Regions from separate parts of the Mus musculus genome. Here region 2 is linked to region 1. Evidence: chromatin contacts called from public Hi-C data. All regions are on one chromosome and are shown on one strand. Each heading gives the region's core, a stretch centred on a gene start, on an enhancer-like site or on the middle of the called end of the contact. The rest is flanking DNA. Distances are from core to core; before and after follow the strand shown.

The links. A called contact is a pair of places that touch in the nucleus more often than the background predicts.
Region 2: a contact with region 1 is called in a Hi-C map of the C2C12 cell line, with 2.8 times the contacts expected there. The contact joins two enhancer-like sites. A contact is called at or near these places in 35 of 484 Hi-C or Micro-C datasets (the 3T3-L1 cell line, the 4T1 cell line, the Ba/F3 cell line and 18 more), 2 of 115 datasets of contacts at active chromatin or transcription factors (bone marrow-derived dendritic cells and liver) and 2 of 9 other capture datasets (adipose tissue and pancreatic islet).

The regions. Positions count from the first base shown.
Region 1 is chr3:60,615,758-60,620,162 of GRCm38.p6, forward strand. Mbnl1 (muscleblind like splicing factor 1) reads left to right here. Exons shown (of 10, transcript NM_020007.4): 6 at 1-16. Among named protein-coding and RNA genes, the nearest start is that of Mbnl1, 120 kb to the left of the region's middle. Within about 2 kb of position 2,069, at least 68 of the 459 cell types and tissues checked have an H3K27ac peak or open chromatin away from gene starts, as enhancers often do. A contact at or near this core is called in the 4T1 cell line, the C2C12 cell line, embryonic fibroblasts and 2 more, where this site is marked.
Region 2 is chr3:60,710,828-60,714,803 of GRCm38.p6, forward strand. No RefSeq gene overlaps it. Among named protein-coding and RNA genes, the nearest start is that of Gm38326, 76 kb to the right of the region's middle. Within about 2 kb of position 2,279, at least 15 of the 459 cell types and tissues checked have an H3K27ac peak or open chromatin away from gene starts, as enhancers often do. A contact at or near this core is called in the 4T1 cell line, the C2C12 cell line, embryonic fibroblasts and 2 more, where this site is marked.

The DNA.
Region 1 (4,405 bases), core at 819-3,318:
GCATTTCTCCCACCAGGTAAGGGCTTGGGTTTGCTCTGGAATGCATCTGCTATGATCTCCTCGGGGTGCTACTGTTAAAGCAGGAAACACCTGCAGCGCAGGTCAGCTGTTAGCCATGGGAGGGCGAATGGTAAGCGAGTCAGCTGGGAAGACACATTCGGTTTTCTTATGGCTTTCCTTTAAAAGAGAAAACTTAAGCTTTCTGACACAGACATGCTTTATATATTTCTGGTGTTTATGCTATTTGGAATTGAAATACTCTCTCTTTTTCTCTTTCCTCAACACTGTTGTATGTTTGTCAAGCTGTGTTATGATGCTCTCCTGCTGTAAGACCCCTTTGCCTTCAAGATTCCACAATTTTATGAAATGACTCAATTTTGACATTTTCAACCTTCAGTTTGCAAAGAAGACAGTGAAAATTTATTTATTCTCGAGCTCTTACAATGTGCTCTTCATATTAATTATGCATGGCAAAATTATTCTTGTTCCTATGCTGAAGTTGAAGTAGCCCTAAGTTCCCTTGGTGTTAAATTTACTGCTTAGTCATCCATTGGCATTCCTGTTTAGTGCTGAGTCATGCAGCTGTGATTTCAGTTCCTTTTCAGTTTGGTCACATAGATATACTCCTACGCACAGAGATCTAAGGATAAGATACTAGTAGCTCACTTAGTTGGTTAGAAATTTACTATTTGAATATTCTTAATTTATTTCATACATCTTTTTTACATTATGCTTTGAAATTAATTACCAAGACACACTAATCTCTTTTTCTTTCTTATACAATTTTACTTTGAGAACACTTGAAATATATATATTTGATAAAATAATTTATTAACAAATTAGTAAGTGAATGGCTAGGTATGTGCATCACAAATCTAGCACATTGAGCTATGGTGACAGTATTTAGAGTATCACATTTTTGTGATATTAGAGAATGAGACAGTTTATTTTAGACTTAGAAAATTAATACATCATGCTCATATTAGATGTTACTAGGAAACAAAACTTTTTGTATAGTTCATTTCTGAAAACTGGCCATTTCCACATAGAATCAGGTGCATCATGTACATCAGCTAGCTGAAACATTTCATTAAAATATTCCATGATGAAATGAGAGGTGTGCTCTTGGATACCTTGTTCAGACTGCCTGATAGGGGTACCCAAGGCCTCATGCAGCTCCCTGGCCATCTTGTTGTGTTTGTGGATAGGAATCCTTGAGTGGTTGCTTCCTAGGGTTGCACAGACAAACACAGCACAAATTGCTATGTCTAGTGATTTTTGTCCAGGTTTTTGAGACATTTGTGTATTTATTTACAAATTCTTTGGCTTGAAAATATTGGCGATTTTATCTTTTTAAACTCCCTCTAGAACTAAAGGAAGTCAGCCTTACCATAGATTCAAATATAATCACATGTGTAGTGTCTTGGACAGAATAAGCTCATTTCCCAAAATCTAGCTTATTTTATATGCATATACTATAGAATTAATACAGGTGAAATATTCTATTAATTACAGTATAATTTAGAAAATACACTGTATTTTTCACAGCTTGGATTTTTAGGGCTATGAGGTGTGTTGCTTCAACAGTAACTGTAGATGTGTGGGTCTGTTTCATTGAAATTACAGGGAAGCACAGTGTGCTAGCTCCATAGAACAGGTGACTACATATATAGGAACTAGATTCTTGACAATGAGTCAAGGATTCTAGCTAACCATCTACCTAAAAGAAAAGAACAAAACCCAAACAAACAAACAAACAAACAAAACCCCCACATATTTAATGTAAGAAAAGACTTAGACTTCCATAGCATCTGATCATCTGGTCCACCATTCATGATTCTATCCTCCCACCCCCACCCCATGTGTCTGTCCATCATTCTGTCTTCAGCTCCCTGGCCTCTCCTTCCCTCCTTCCTTCTCTTCTCCTTGTCTTTGTCTTGCCTTTGACTCACTTAGCACACATGATTACATGCCCTGCAGGATGCTGGTATTTACACTAGACCTGCCAACAGGTAGGGGCAGGTAGGGGCAGTGTTTCCTGCCCCACAGTGCTCCTCTTTGTTTTCCACATTCCATTCCAAAGAGTCACCATTGGCTGAGTAATGACTCAGTAATTGCCTGCCAAATACCTCTTAGATGTCTTCTCTCCTTTTTTTCCTCAAACCCAAAGTTTGGCTTGACTGTCCATGCTCCCAGTGAGAAATATGGGGCCTAGTGAAGTGTAGCGATTTGTCATAAGTTACATGGCTCTGGAAACTTTTAGCAGAACTTTAAGGGAACTGGGCTTGTTTCTCAATAGCTATGAGCCTGTCATATAACTGCATTAAAAGGAATTTCAGAATACAGCCCTTACAAATCCCCAAACTCCACACCTTTTTTTATGCCCTTTATCTTATTTAAAATATATTAAGTATAACTGCTTTATTAAGTTCAGTGGGGTTTTTTGCTCATTTAATTGATTTTTCAGTTTTAGCTACACAGTTTCTTGTTTTATCTTTAATCTTCAGAATTAAGCTGATCATAAACAGACCAGCTATAATCTACAGCCCGTTTATGTCATAGAAATTAATTTAACCCCTTTGATATGCCAGAAATAAGACTTTCAGTGACACTGATTTTATTTGATTTTATTTTTGCCTTAAATATAAATAAAGGCAAGTTCTAACTTCACTGGACCTGAAGGAAGTAAAGACCATTCCTGAGAGAATTTTGAGGCTATCCTCTAGTATCTTTCCCCCTCTGTCTCTTACCCTGTGTAGCCCAGGTTTGAAGATGTTCTCCTATTTTCATTCAGTCCCCATGATTCACCTTAGCCATTACATGTTTGCAAGACCTTGAATACAAGCATCCTGGACCAAGCTCATAAGCTCATATGTAGTCTGTGCCTTAAGAATCTTCCAATGGCAAGGCGATGGGAAGGAATGGCCCTCGGCCCCAACAACTCATGGCTCCACAGACTTCCATGTTCTCCATCTTCAGTTTTCCATAATGATTTTAACTTCCTTGGAAGCATATCACTTCTCTCTACCTATCATATTTCTCTCAGCCAGTGCCATCAGACAGTTTTTTAAAGAGCTAAACTAGTTTAAGACAACTAATATGTTGGCTCACATTACACTACTACTAGAAATAAAGAAAAGGCCAGGAAACTGTTAGATGGTGATGTAGATGTTTGGACCAGCGAGGCAGAGAAATCTTTCACCTGTTGCTTTTATTATAATCAATATAAGTATAAATATTTATAGTTTTTAAAATTTATGTTGAAATATTTATAAATAGTAAAAATAAGGAAACTATTACATAATTGAATCTCAGTTTTAACAATTTATTGACTGCAAATTTTTAAGTAGTAAAACAATATTTATTATTTTTAGAGTATGTCAAATTATCTTTATAGTTCTTACTATCAACTTAAATAAGCAAAAATTATCACAAAGACATTCCAATTAGATTCCTGACTATAACATTTTCTCTCTTCTATTTATGTTTTTCTCCTTAGCTATACCTTTAATTTACTTATTTTATATAAGTATTTTTATATTCACACAGATAATCAAAATTTTAATTTAAAAGATAATGTAATCACAGTGACACATTTCTCAGAACCACACCATTCTGCTGTGTAAACATCTTTCTAGGGGAAATTGGGAGTTGATCAACATATTAGCTTAAATTTTGTCTTGTGTGAAAAACCGAGGGAAACTTTAAATTGACTATTTGGGCATCATTAGTAAATTAACCCATTGGAAGTAAAGATGAATATTATGGTCATTTCAAAAATGGCTTTTGGTTTGGGTAAGAGGGTCCTACAGCACCGTGTCCACACTTGTGAGTTACTGCACCCCAGCTAGTATTGCCATCGCTGCCTTGTGTTTATTTGCTACAAATCCCTTCTGAAACTGTGTGCATCGGTTACGATGATAATGAGGATGATAACCCCAACTAAAATTCAGTCAGGACAAGCTAAGGTTATGGAGAAAGGTCAGCTCACTTCCAGCACGCGCAGGCTCAGTTGTGCATAAGAGAATGGAATACAGTACGAAAACAGTAGCATCGTACTCAATTCAAAACCTTTAACTTTAATAATATTTGAAGGGCTTCAGTGTTCCTTAGGCAACACACTCTGCCCCTTCATTTTCCTTTGCCGTTTTCTTTCCCAGTCCTCCTGCCCTGGAGGGCAGCGCTTACACAGAATCTAGACCCAGCATTAAGTTGCGCTTACTGTGTTGTCTCAAATTATAGTCTTTGTTAGTGGTCTGTTTTGTTGTTCTTGTTGCCCTTTCACAAGTCTTTATACAATAGTACTAGCAAATTACAAATCTACTCAAGTGTCTTATGTACTGCATCCCTATAGGATATTAGCTTGCTTCTCTAGATTCAGTACTGAGTTTAATCTGCCCTCGCT
Region 2 (3,976 bases), core at 1,029-3,528, 95 kb after region 1:
ACCATCATTTGTGGGCTTTCTAATGTTTACAAATATATTTTCAATCATTTTAGGCATCAATAAAAGTCAATAAAGAGGTCAGAATTGGGCAAATATACATTTTCCTAGCATGATAATTACATTCAGAATGTGAACCACTGAGCACTGTAGAACATAGATGAAATGGTTTTATAGCATCTGTCACTGGGCCACCAGCATGCCCCAGACATTCAGTACATATCATATAGTTAAGCTCTGACTTGAAGAGGTTTTTTTCTATATAAAGGCTCCTATGTTTTTATCTTCACTTCAGTCAAGAATCATTAGCTCATATCTTGCCAGCATCAAACTTAACTCTTCAATATATTCAGTTGTTAAACATATAGTCCAAGCTAACATATCTTTAGCTATTTAAATACTACCTTCATTTTATTCTACCTAAAAATGTATACAATGTCTACTAGATGTATGCCATAGTTTCATTTCCTGTTGCTGTGAGAAAATATTTGAGAAAAGCAACATAGGAGAGGATAGCTTTATTTTAGTTCACAGCTCTAGGCTATTGTTCATTACATACAGAGAAGTTACATCATCAGGAATGCCAAAGGATGGGTTACATCACATCCACAGCCAAGACTAGAAAGCAGTAAGACAAAGTATGCATGCATATACTCACCTCACTTACTCGTTTTTAAATGCAGTTTGGGACTCAATCCTAGAAGATGGTGTTGTCTGTCCACCTTTGGGCTGGATTTTCCACGTTGATGTATGTAATCAAGACAAATTCCCACAGACAAACTGCTCTAGACACACTTTCAGGTGATTATCTGTTGTGTCAAGTGGACAACCAAAACTAACCATTATAACTATGTCTCAGGTAAACAATAGGCTATAGAATAATTCATGTCCTGCTATTCTGTACAATTCTGGCTCAAAAATTATCCTTTCTTGCTGGAGGACAACCTCATCTATCCACTTAAGGATGGGGTTAATTTTCTCTCTTTCTGACCAGTTGTGGTCTGGAATGATGGCTGAGAAGGGCTTCACTTTCAGTGCAACCTGTTGAGCACTGTTCACTAAAGCCCCTGGTGCTACTGCCTCTTAGTGCTTGAGATTTTTCCTCCACAATCCTCAAATGTTCATGAACTCACAAATGGGTAAGTAAACTAACACAAGTGAGTTTTAAAGTAATTGTTTTTAACCAATTCCATTTAATTGTTTAGATGCATCACATTGTATTATCAAGGATAGTCTCTACCTCTTGGTCTCAAGTGATTCACCCATCTCAGTCTCTGGAGTTGGCAGAATTACATATGCACATCACTCCAGGTGGTTTTTGTGGTTCTAAAAAACAAAAACAATAAAACAACCAAACAAAAAACTGGTGGGATAGGTTCTACTACTCTGAAAATTTAAATGTCTTTTCGAAAGTCTGAAGGGCATGATGTAAAGTCTTGTCCAAATCACAGGCCTCTGACTTCAAATCCTAACTCTTCCTTGGTGCCATTAAAGATTCTTCATCACTATTAATTACCTCATTTCTTTATCCCTCCATCATTGCCTAATGAATAGTATTTATAATTTTGTCTTTGGCCTAAAAGGGGACAAGATGGTGATGTTTTTAGAACTTAAAACTTCATCTTATAATAGAAGGGTTAACATGTTATTGAAGAAAAGCCTAAACATATTCTAGCTATGTTATGTAACCATTGGACTGAAAATAGAACCTTCATTCAATGTCCTAAACATGTTGGGAAAAGCATATAATACTATTTTTTCTTAAAAATGCAAATATTGGCTCATAAGTTGGTAGAAACCTCTAGGGAATGAGGAGTAAGAAGCCTTATCAGTCTTTGTGGATACCTTTTATGAAAAATATTTTTTCCATTTTTTATTAGGTATTTAGCTCCTTTACATTTCCAATGCTATACCAAAAGTCCCCCATACCCACCCACCCCCACTCCCCTACCCACCCACTCCCCCTTTTTGGCCCTGGCGTTCCCCTGTACTGGGGCATATAAAGTTTGCAAGTCCAATGGGCCTCTCTTTTCAGTGATGGCCGACTAGACCATCTTTTGATACATATGCAGCTAGAGTCAAGAGCTCCGGGTAATAATTTTTTAAACTTTTCTTGGTTCCTGGGATTCTAAAATAGACAAGGAGAAAAAACTGTGGGGTAGTAACAGAGAATAAAAACTGAGCTAGGCAAGAACAAGAACATTTTTGAGAGATGACGGTCATGAGAGGTCACATTATAAATTTAACCAACTGATTTAAGTTCACAATCCAAACATTCCAGCCATATGAGTAATATGAATAAGAATCAGAAAAAGGAAGAGGAAACCAAATTTGACCACGTAGGGCTCTGGTTATTCAAATTATTGGATGTGGAATTTTATATGTGTATACAGATAGACACGTACTGAATAGAAGAAATATGATGTGAATTGAAGATTTCCTTATTGTTTTATGCTGAATATGACAAAAAGTTGCTGTAGAAGAGATAGCAGTGAAGGTTTTTAATCACGTACAACTCCGTTAATTAATTGAAAATTTTGCAATTTGAAGCATTTATTGTGAAGGGTTAGAGATGAATAATGTTCACAAAACAATTGGAAATGGGAAATTACAGTTCTAACCCCCAATAGAGTTTTAATTTGAAAATTATCAGTGTTTTAGTTGGTTTCTGGCTTGCTTTGTCTTACTGCTTCTGTCTGTAAAATTAAAGTTTTACACCAAACTATGGGGGAAAGAGAACGCTTTTTTCCTCTTATGATATTGATAACTTGAGAAAGGAAGTCTTGGTACTTCTGAGAAAAAGACAGTTTTTCCTAGTAGTAAATTGAAAATATCCAAATAGAGGTAAATTTAGATTGTTGCATTAATATGGAATTATGTCCAAGAATATATTGCTTAACAAATATACAAAGACTGAAAGCAGTGTTTAAATGTTCAGTTGTGTAAAAAAAAACTTTCAAAAATATATCTGTATACAAATACATAATTTTTGCAGAAATTTAAAAAAATATAATGGTATATCTTATTTTGGAAAAATATTATGTTATTTGTTTTCTTGTTGCTACAAAAATTACTCTGAAAAAAGCAAGATGAAAGAGAAAGGGTTTATTTTAGCTTACAATCCAAAGTGATAGTCTAACATGGCAGGAAGTCAAGGCAGGGGAAGGCTGAAGGTGGGCACACCACATTCACAGTCAGGAACAGACCACAAATATAAGTGTGCTGATCACTTCACTTCACTTTCTCTACTTGTATAGTCTAGGATGCCCTGCCTAGGGAATGGTGCTGCCCATAGTGGTGGGTATTGCCTACTCAATTCATGCAATCAAGGTAACTGCTCAGGCATGCTCAGAGGTCCACTTCCCAGATGAGCCTCAGTTCTATTAAGCTGACAATACTAACCACGACAATATTACTTTGGTGATGGAGTAAAACTTACCATTTTAAACCCCATGACTGTATTATTTATTTTTAGAAATCTAGCTAACTACAAAATAAATAAATGCCCTGTGTTGTCTCAGTTTTGTTGCGTACTTAGGCTCTGCAGTATTCAGCATGGATAGGCACTGTACAGCTGGGTCATATACGAATTCTAACTTCAGAGATTATCAGCATCATAAATTTGGAAAAATCTATGCATTGGACTTTTTCCTTCCTACTTAATGGCCATAATAACAGATTTAGATTAGGAAATAAATTATATAATCTGTTTAAACATTTTCTACAGTACAGACATGGGGTGGCAGTGTAGTTTCAGATCAGAGAGAGGTCTCTGTTGATTTGGGATTTTTATCTTGTTATCATCTTTTAAAGTTCTTATATTTTAAAAACATGAATGTACTATAAAAAAACAAATTAAAATAGTCCCTAATTAGAGAGGAAAGTTTTAATATAGTGTTTGAGCTGGCACTTACAAATTATTTACTTTTTAGCTTTTGTTAGGCATATTTTGAGAATAATGTCAAACCAACCCATGCAG